2 separate regions of the Danio rerio genome follow, and region 1 is linked to region 2. The links are chromatin contacts, called in public Micro-C maps. All regions are on one chromosome and are shown on one strand. Each heading gives the region's core, a stretch centred on a gene start, on an enhancer-like site or on the middle of the called end of the contact. The rest is flanking DNA. Distances are from core to core; before and after follow the strand shown. Region 1 has its middle 87 kb from the start of ccnd1. Region 2 holds the start of ccnd1 (cyclin D1).

The links. Hi-C and Micro-C count contacts between places; a contact is called where the count stands out from the background.
Region 1: a Micro-C map of caudal fin shows a contact between it and region 2, with 3 times the contacts expected there. The contact joins the enhancer-like site here to the promoter of ccnd1 in region 2. A contact is called at or near these places in 3 of 18 Hi-C or Micro-C datasets (caudal fin, gastrula embryo and hematopoietic stem cells).

The regions. Positions count from the first base shown.
Region 1 is chr7:69,719,547-69,724,210 of GRCz12tu, reverse strand. No RefSeq gene overlaps it. Among named protein-coding and RNA genes, the nearest start is that of ccnd1, 87 kb to the right of the region's middle. Within about 2 kb of position 3,155, at least 48 of the 62 cell types and tissues checked have an H3K27ac peak or open chromatin away from gene starts, as enhancers often do. A contact at or near this core is called in caudal fin, where this site is marked.
Region 2 is chr7:69,632,840-69,637,193 of GRCz12tu, reverse strand. ccnd1 (cyclin D1) reads left to right here and starts at 2,235. Exons shown (of 5, transcript NM_131025.4): 1 at 2,235-2,711; 2 at 4,109-4,324. The coding sequence starts at 2,514.

The DNA.
Region 1 (4,664 bases), core at 1,906-4,405, 86 kb before region 2:
CCCCTTGTTCACGTGGACATGTAGTATAGATAAACTAGGTAAGCTAAATTGTTCGTAGTGTATGTGTGCGAATGAGGGTGTGTGGATGTTTCCCAGTGATGGGTTACAGCTGGAAGGGCATCTGCTGCAAAAAAACATGCTGGATAAGTTGCTGGTTCATTCCTGTGGTGACCCCGGATAAATAAAGGGACTGAGCCGAAAAGAAAATGAATGAATGAATGATTCATATCTTTAAAATTAGGGAAAATCAATGGTAAAACATGTAATTAAACAAACAAATAAATAAATAAATAAATAAATAAATAAATAAATAAATTTAAACAAGAAAAAAATTAGATGAATTAAACTGAAGGGGGGAAAATCAATGAATGTGTCTGTGTGTAAATGCTTTGCATGTATTTAAAGTGTTGGGCTGAGTGTGCATGTGTCTAGTAACGGTCTGTCGTATATCTTACAGTATATCTCAGCACAGTGACACTTATGGACAGATGCTGTAACGCTCCAAACCGGATGTCCAACAGCAGATGCTCACACCACTGTTATCTGCAGACTGGCACACAGCCCAGCGTCACTGCTGATCATAAAAAAAGTAAAAGATATTGATGAAATTACCTGATTATATTTGCCTTTTTGCCCACATTTGAATACTGTGTTTCAAATTATGGGTGGCACTTCCACTTGGAGGACCTCCCATTCAAAAGAACTGAAAACAATCTTTGTAGTTAAGAAGTTGGTGCTACAACTAATCAAGTAAAAATTTAGTAAGATACTTTTGGCTTTGTATACTCTTTTAAGTTGATTTTTTTCTTCCATATTAATTTATTTTTGTTTTCCTAAATACCTAAACTAACTAAATGACTAGATTAATAGATAGATAGATAGATAGATAGATAGATAGATAGACAGACAGACAGACAGACAGACAGACAGACAGACAGACAGACAGACAGACAGACAGACAGACAGACAGACAGACAGATAGATAGATAGATAGATAGATAGATAGATAGTAGGTAGACAGACAGACATACAGACAGATAGATAGATAGATAGATAGATAGATAGATAGATAGATAGATAGATAGATAGATAGATAGATAGATAGATAGATAGATAGATAGATAGATAGATAGATAGATAGATAGATAGATAGATAGATAGATAGATAGATAGATAGATAGATAGATAGTAGGTAGACAGACAGACAGACAGACAGACAGACAGACAGACAGACAGACAGACAGACAGATAGATAGATAGATAGATAGATAGATAGATAGATAGATAGATAGATAGATAGATAGATAGATAGATAGATAGATAGATAGATAGATAGATAGATAGATAGATAGATAGATAGATAGATAGATAGATAGATAGAAAGATAGATAGATAGATAGATAGTAGGTAGACAGACAGACAGATAGATAGATAGATAGATAGATAGATAGATAGATAGATAGATAGATAGATAGATAGATAGATAGATAGATAGATAGATAGATAGATAGATAGATAGATAGATAGATAGATAGATAGATAGATAGATAGATAGATAGATAGATAGATAGTAGGTAGACAGACAGACAGACAGACAGACAGACAGACAGACAGACAGACAGACAGACAGACAGATAGATAGATAGATAGATAGATAGATAGATAGATAGATAGATAGATAGATAGATAGATAGATAGATAGATAGATAGATAGATAGATAGATAGATAGATAGATAGATAGATAGATAGATAGATAGATAGATAGATAGATAGATAGATAGATAGATAGTAGGTAGACAGACAGACATACAGACAGATAGATAGATAGATAGATAGATAGATAGATAGATAGATAGATAGATAGATAGATAGATAGATAGATAGATAGATAGATAGATAGATAGATAGATAGATAGATAGATAGATAGATAGATAGATAGATAGATAGATAGATAGATAGATAGATAGATAGATAGATAGATAGATAGATAGATAGTAGACAGACAGACAGACAGACAGACAGACAGATAGATTTATAATTAGATCAAATTAATAAAAGTTCTTCATCCTTTTGACTGCTTACGTGCTGCATATTCTCACCCCACACACACATTAAAAACACGCTACATTTGCACACAACAAAAAACATCGGAACACCTTGAAAATGTTTCAAGTGGACCCAAAAATGTGATGTGCACCACTGTGCCGTGACTGTGTCCAAAATCACATAATATATAGCAGGGGTTTTCAAACTTTTAGGACACCCCACTATATGAACAGTTAATATCTTAATAATATGCAGCCTGCAGGTAATAAGCCAGTAGTTAAAAGCATGAATTGTGACCTGAGCTAAAGTGTTACCAAATAATTTAAAGATTAACAAAATTTTAATTATTATTTATGGTGAAAATAATATTTAAAAACCAAACATTTACAGTTGAAGTCAGAATTATTAGCCCCCTTTTGAATATTTCCCAAATTATGTTTAACAGAGCAAGGCAATTTTCACAGTATGTCTGATAATATTTTTTCTTCTGGAGACAGTCTTATTTGTTTTATTTAGACTAGAATAAAAGCAGTTATCAATTTTTTTAGATACCAAGTAAAGGACAAAATTATTAGCCACTTTAAGTAATTTTTTTTTGATAGTCTACAGAACAAACCATCATTATACAATAACTTGCCCAATTACCTGCCTAGTTAACCTAATTAACCTAATTAAGTCTTTAAATGTCACTTTAATCTGTATCGAAGTGTCTTGTAAAATATCTAGTAAAATATTATATACTGTTATCTTGGCAAAGATAAAATAAATCAGTTATTAGAGATGAGTTACTAAAACTATTACGTTTAGAAATGTGCTGAAAAAATATTCTCTCCGTTGAACAAAAAATGGGGGGAAAAATAAACAGGGGGGGGGCTAATAATTCTGACTTCAATTGTATGTTCATCGAACTGCTCTTTCCTGTGAGGGTTAATTTAGAATCAGTGAGACAATATTTGCATGTTTTCTCTGCTTCTGCAAAAATATACTATGCATATATCACTGGTGGATTAAGGCGAATGGAACATTCGTCTGTGCACTGTGCATGAATGTGCACTGCTGCTGCACGTGCTCACTGTGTGGTCACCAAGCAAAGCTCAGATTGGCCGGCGGTTGGCCAATAGGAAAGCCGAACAGAGTCATTCATGAAAAAGCAAGCAGGTCTGGGTTTGAGTAACTGAACAAACAGGATGTGCAGTGAATGTGAAGGCTATCACACAGCGACATGCCTTCCTCACACTTCCTACTGTCTGCTGCTGCACGTCTGCTTATTTCAGTGCACATGCTTTATTATTTTATTTGAGGACAGATATGTTTCTCTCTTCCTCTTTTTAGCAAGATTTTCTTTTTTTTTCCATTCTCAACCTCACACATTTCTCAGCTGAATGAAACCGGATGTGAGCAAGTTCATTCAGCTTGACTTTGTTTTTAAACTGCACACAAGATCAGAGTCCTTCTCTTTTCTGTTTACTTTTGTCTGCTTTAGCACACAAAAACACCTGAAGCTTTCGTGTGAGTTTGAAAGATCAAAAACCATTTCATTCATTCATTCATTCATTCATTCATTCATTCATTCATTCATTCATTCATTCGTTCGTTCGTTCGTTCGTTTGTTCATTGTTGTTTGTTTTTCTTATATATTAATCTGCTTATGTATTTATTCTTTGTTGGTTTGTTTCATTTCTCATTCATTCAGTAATTCATTCATTCATTCATTCATTCATTCATTCCTTTTTGTTTGTTTATCTCATTCATTGTTCTGATTGTTATTTATTCATTTATTTGTTGGTTTGTATATTTATTCATTCATTCATTCATTCATTCATTTTATATTCATTCAATAACTGCACATGTACATGCTGTTACCTCTTGACAGTTTTGCACAATTGTTTGCTGATTTTCCACTATGCCATATATCGTCACACATGCACATTTATATATGCAGGTTTACTTATATTTTAAGCCGCTTTTCCACTATCGTGCTGAATCGTTCTTTTAACAGAACTGTTCCATTCCGTGCCAAACCGGGCCAGACAGCACGGATACGGTTTCATTTTCCACTGTCGTGCTGCGACAAAGCTCTTTAAAACATTACACAAAACGCATCAGTAGTTGCCTTGGTAACGCAATGTAAACGGCTCCCTTTGTTCAATTAAAGTTAAATAAGAGCCGAAACAAGTATTTTTTTTTTTCATAAAAGCAAAAGCAACCATGTGACTAAACACTGTTATGCCGCTCTATCAAATAGGGGTGCTAAGGTACATGTGCACCCTTATTTATTTATATGTTGCGCAGCTTTGGCTAAATTTTATTTGGAGGGAAAATTACCAAAATGTAACGTGATGATTGAAAATAATTAGAGGGGAAATAAATATTTAAAATCTCTGAACATAACAGAAAAATAAAGAATGATAAGACAACAATAATAGTGCATTTGCATAGTGGCAGAAATATAATTTTGGACAGGCCTTGTCAAAGTTGAGCGGGCACTTTCACTAATAAAAACACAGCACATAAATTATTTCATTTTTAACAATCAATTAAATTACACTGCGTTTTTATATCAAAAGTTGATAATGATATAAAATATACTACATTATGATGTTAAAATGAAACCAA
Region 2 (4,354 bases), core at 986-3,485:
CTTGCCGTATGTTTTGTAATGCACGCGCAAGAAAAACTCACATGGTCGCTCATTCATTGTTAGCAAAACTTTTGTAGCCCAAGAAAGCTTTCTGACATGTTGAAGCAATTATTTACTGTTTATTTAGTTCGAAAGTTTCCTAAAACAACTTCTGATTTATTGTTTTGATAGGCGGATCTCAGAATCTTAGCAGGTAGGCTTTAAAAGTAAAAACGAAAAATGTAAAGTTTTAATACGTTTTTTTTTTATGTATTGTAAAATAAACTGATTACTGTTACCTTTTGTTATTATCAGCCTTCTAAAGGACTACATTTATCCTAACATGAACTCGTTCAGCTAATTTTATAATGGACATAATGAAACGTGAAAGAAAACGCATAAAAAGTCTTTGTCTTTTATGCAAAGAAAAAGAAAGTTCATAAAAGAATTATTTTCTTTCAAATGCCATTTCTTATAGACGTTTAAAATAATGGTAAGTAATACAGTGTCATATAATAGCCTGATATATTATTAAAGTAATCTAATAAAGTAATTTTTGATCTTATAATGAACAGCCTAAACTACTGTTTGCTATTAAATTAATTAATATATTTGCCTAATATTTAAAGAGCATTGTTGATATGTCTATATGTAAAATGACGTGTGGGGGAAAAAAACTTAAATCAGTGGAACATTTAAAGTTTTTCTTGTATTCTAGTTTCTCTCTGCAACTCGTTTTGGTCTTTGTCTTTTCTGTAAAAAAAAAAAAAAAATACAAAATTCCATTATATGCATGTTCTTATAGAGGTTTAAAGTAATAGTAAATAATACAGTAGCCTAATAACAGTTGCTATTATAGCCTAAGATAATATTATACTATGCTAATAAAATAACTTTTGATCTTAGAATGAACGTACTAGCCTGTTTGCTACTAAATATATAATAAATAAATAAATATATATATATATATATATATATATATATATATATACACAGAGTGTTGTTGATATGCTTATGTAAATGACTTGTGAGAACACTTAAATCCATGTAACATTTAAAGTTGTTCCTTTACTCTAGCTTATTTCTGCAACTCTAAAGTTTTTTGTCTTTGTCTTTTCTGTAAAAATAAAAGTTATATTTTTTCTTTAATATGCATGTTCTCAAAAAGGTTTAAAGTAATAGAACTTAATACAGTAACTTAGCTGCTATTATAGCATAATAAGCTTATAATACATTTATTAACATTTAAAGTTGTTACTTTATTGTAGCTTCTTTCTGCAGCTGAAGTTTTGGGCACAGGCAAATTACTTGTTTTACGGTATTGAAGTGGAATGTGCGGAATTTGTAAAGCTTCAATTCATCCTGAAGCGACAGCAGTGAGGTCTTTTAAAGTGAGAGCGCCCCTGTTTGATCAAACTCTATCAAACAATTTGTGTTGTTAAAGCTGCAGATGTCGTGTTTAAACTTTACCGGTGAGCTAATGTTTTCTTTTAACGCGGTTTGTTTCCGAGTCTAAATATTATAACTACTTTATTGTTTGTATTATTTTATTATTTGAAATATTTAATGTTTTGGTGTACAAAGAGAAAAAAAAAAGTTAAATGAGATTTAAGGAAATGTATTATTAAATACGACAAGAAGAATGCTTCACATGATTAATTTTAACAATTTATTTTGTTTATTTAACATTTCCACGAGGAGTTTTTTTTTAGATAAAAGCTCGTGCCGCAGTTCTGCCTGGCAACTGACGTGCTCCTCCATTGGTTTAGGCTAATTTGTGCTTCCTTCTTTAAGTCTAACCCCCCAAAAAGAAACAAAAAAATAAAACAAGCCTCCACCCAAGACCACACATTTGTTTCATATATAGCCTACTGAAACCACATTCAAGTTTGTGCAGAAACTTAGCTATATGAAACTTCATAAAGTAATCCAAAATCTTTTAAAAACATTTTAAAAGCCTGATTTTAAAAGCAGACAAGTGACTGTGACCAAATTTATTTTACAAATAAAACTTTTGATATATGCTTGTACAATTACAGTGACAAAAGTTTTTCAATGCGACAGTGTGGGCACCTTGATTTAGGCTATTATACTGCCCCCTACCAATACTAACCCAATACACATCTTCACCCCAGTCTTTTCCACCCCCGATACCCACGACACTAGCAGCCTGCCCCCTGCGCCCCCACCCCGGCCCAGCCTACCCCCACCACCGCTTCTCCTTGGTCACTCGTCACCCGGCGTAGGACCTCCTATTTCCATAGGGCTAAAGAAAGGAGCCAAAACTGAGAAGCAGATAGTTCTTTAGATTGATCCTCCGCCCTGAGCAGACAGCCTCTCGCTCTCTCACAGGCTCGCTGCTGCTGCTTTGATCTTCCCTTAACAACAGTCACGTCATAGGGGAGTTTTGTCAAGCGGAGAGCTGCAGCGAGACTTTTAGAGGGTTCAGCAGAGGCAGCAAAAAGCATCCACGGGACCAGTGTCCGACTCGAGCTCCAGCTTTCTTACTTTTCTCACTGCTAAACACTGAAGATATGGAGCACCAGTTGTTTTGCTGCGAAGTGGATACCATAAGAAGAGCTTACCAAGACAGCAACCTGTTGAATGACCGAGTTTTACAGACAATGCTTAAAGCTGAGGAAAACTATCTCCCATCACCAAATTATTTCAAGTGTGTTCAGAAAGAAATTGTGCCTAAAATGAGGAAAATCGTCGCGACGTGGATGCTCGAGGTTTGTTTTGGATAATATATTTATATATCTCTTTTTTTTTGCATTTGCTGCTACACACGTTGCCTCACGATGATTCTACTCTTGCTCTTTGGACTCCAAGAAGTATTTATTAAATGAAAAAAAATGCTTTAGTGTGACTTGGGTTCATCGGCATTGCTTATCCATCCCAGAAATATCACACAGAAACACGCTGTCCGATTATTGTTGCTTATTTTTTACGTAAAAATGTTTTATTACGAAATATTAATCCGACACGAGACGTTTTCCGTGCTTTCCGCTTTAGCCTTTTTATTTAGGGTTGTTATTTTTTCATGCATGCGTTTCGTTTCTTATAAATATTTTAAAATATAGATACATTTATTTATTTTTATTTTATTTTAATACCAATGTACACGTATGCATTCTCACTCGTGCCAGTAGCCTATTATACGCCATCTTTGTTGTCGTTTGCTTAAGTTTTTTATTTCTCTAAATTCTAAAATGGAAACATAATTGACATCACCTGCATAAAAGCGCTCACAAGTTGTCTTTTAAATCACAGGTATAACATAAATCAAATTTTTGCAAGAAAACGTAATATTTGTGTCTTAAAAGTTTTGTTTCAGTTTGTCATACCTCCTGCACGACGGTCTAAAAATATTGTATTATTTCATTTCTGAATTCAACATCGTGTTATAACCTATCGGATTATGTTAACCCTCTAATAATGTGGATTTACAGATGTTTAACAGTAGATTTAATGCTAAGGAATAATTTATATTAATTTATGAAACACCCGCTTCACCTAAATGTCGCATGCTTCCCTTTGTATGATGGGGCTTTGGATTTCAGTTCATTTCACGTAGTTTTTGTCATTGCAATCGAAATATTTTTGCATAATCTAATAAAGCATGAGTTACAGTACATTTACATGTGTTTAAAGTCAAGCAAAACAATTTTCGTATATTTTTAAATATTTTTTGAAAAGATGACGAACTAGAAAATTGTTTCCTGAACCGAGCTCAGACGCCACCTTTTTGCCTCGAAAGCAACGACCATTAGCATCAGAAGCAAATTGTAACATTTATACTTTGTGCAACACTTAGGATTAAACTTAAATTACTGATTAAATACTATTTTTAAGCATTTCCACGTGTCTTTTTTTTCTAATTTAACCCTTTCCACTGCACGTGTACGAATCAGCAGATGCTAAACACGTGGGATAACTCGATAAGATCAAAGCATACTGTAGCTTAAAAAATATTTGCACTTCGTTTATTTAATAAATTTCTATGAATAGTTTTTATTTTTATTTTTTATTTTTTTTTATTTATATATTTCTACACGTTTAATTAAAAGAATTAGCTGCTGTTGTGACTTAATATTTATTTATCGTATGCACTTTCTTTTCTTTAAAGGTCTGTGAAGAGCAGAAATGTGAAGAGGAAGTTTTTCCTTTGGCTATGAACTACCTGGACAGGTTTTTATCTGTGGAGCCCACCAAAAAAACCAGGTTGCAGCTTTTAGGAGCAACTTGTATGTTTCTGGCTTCAAAAATGAAAGAGACTGTGCCACTTACAGCAGAGAAGTTGTGCATATACACGGACAACTCTGTCCGTCCCGGCGAATTATTGGTAAATGTTTAATACTCTTTAATTTAGCAG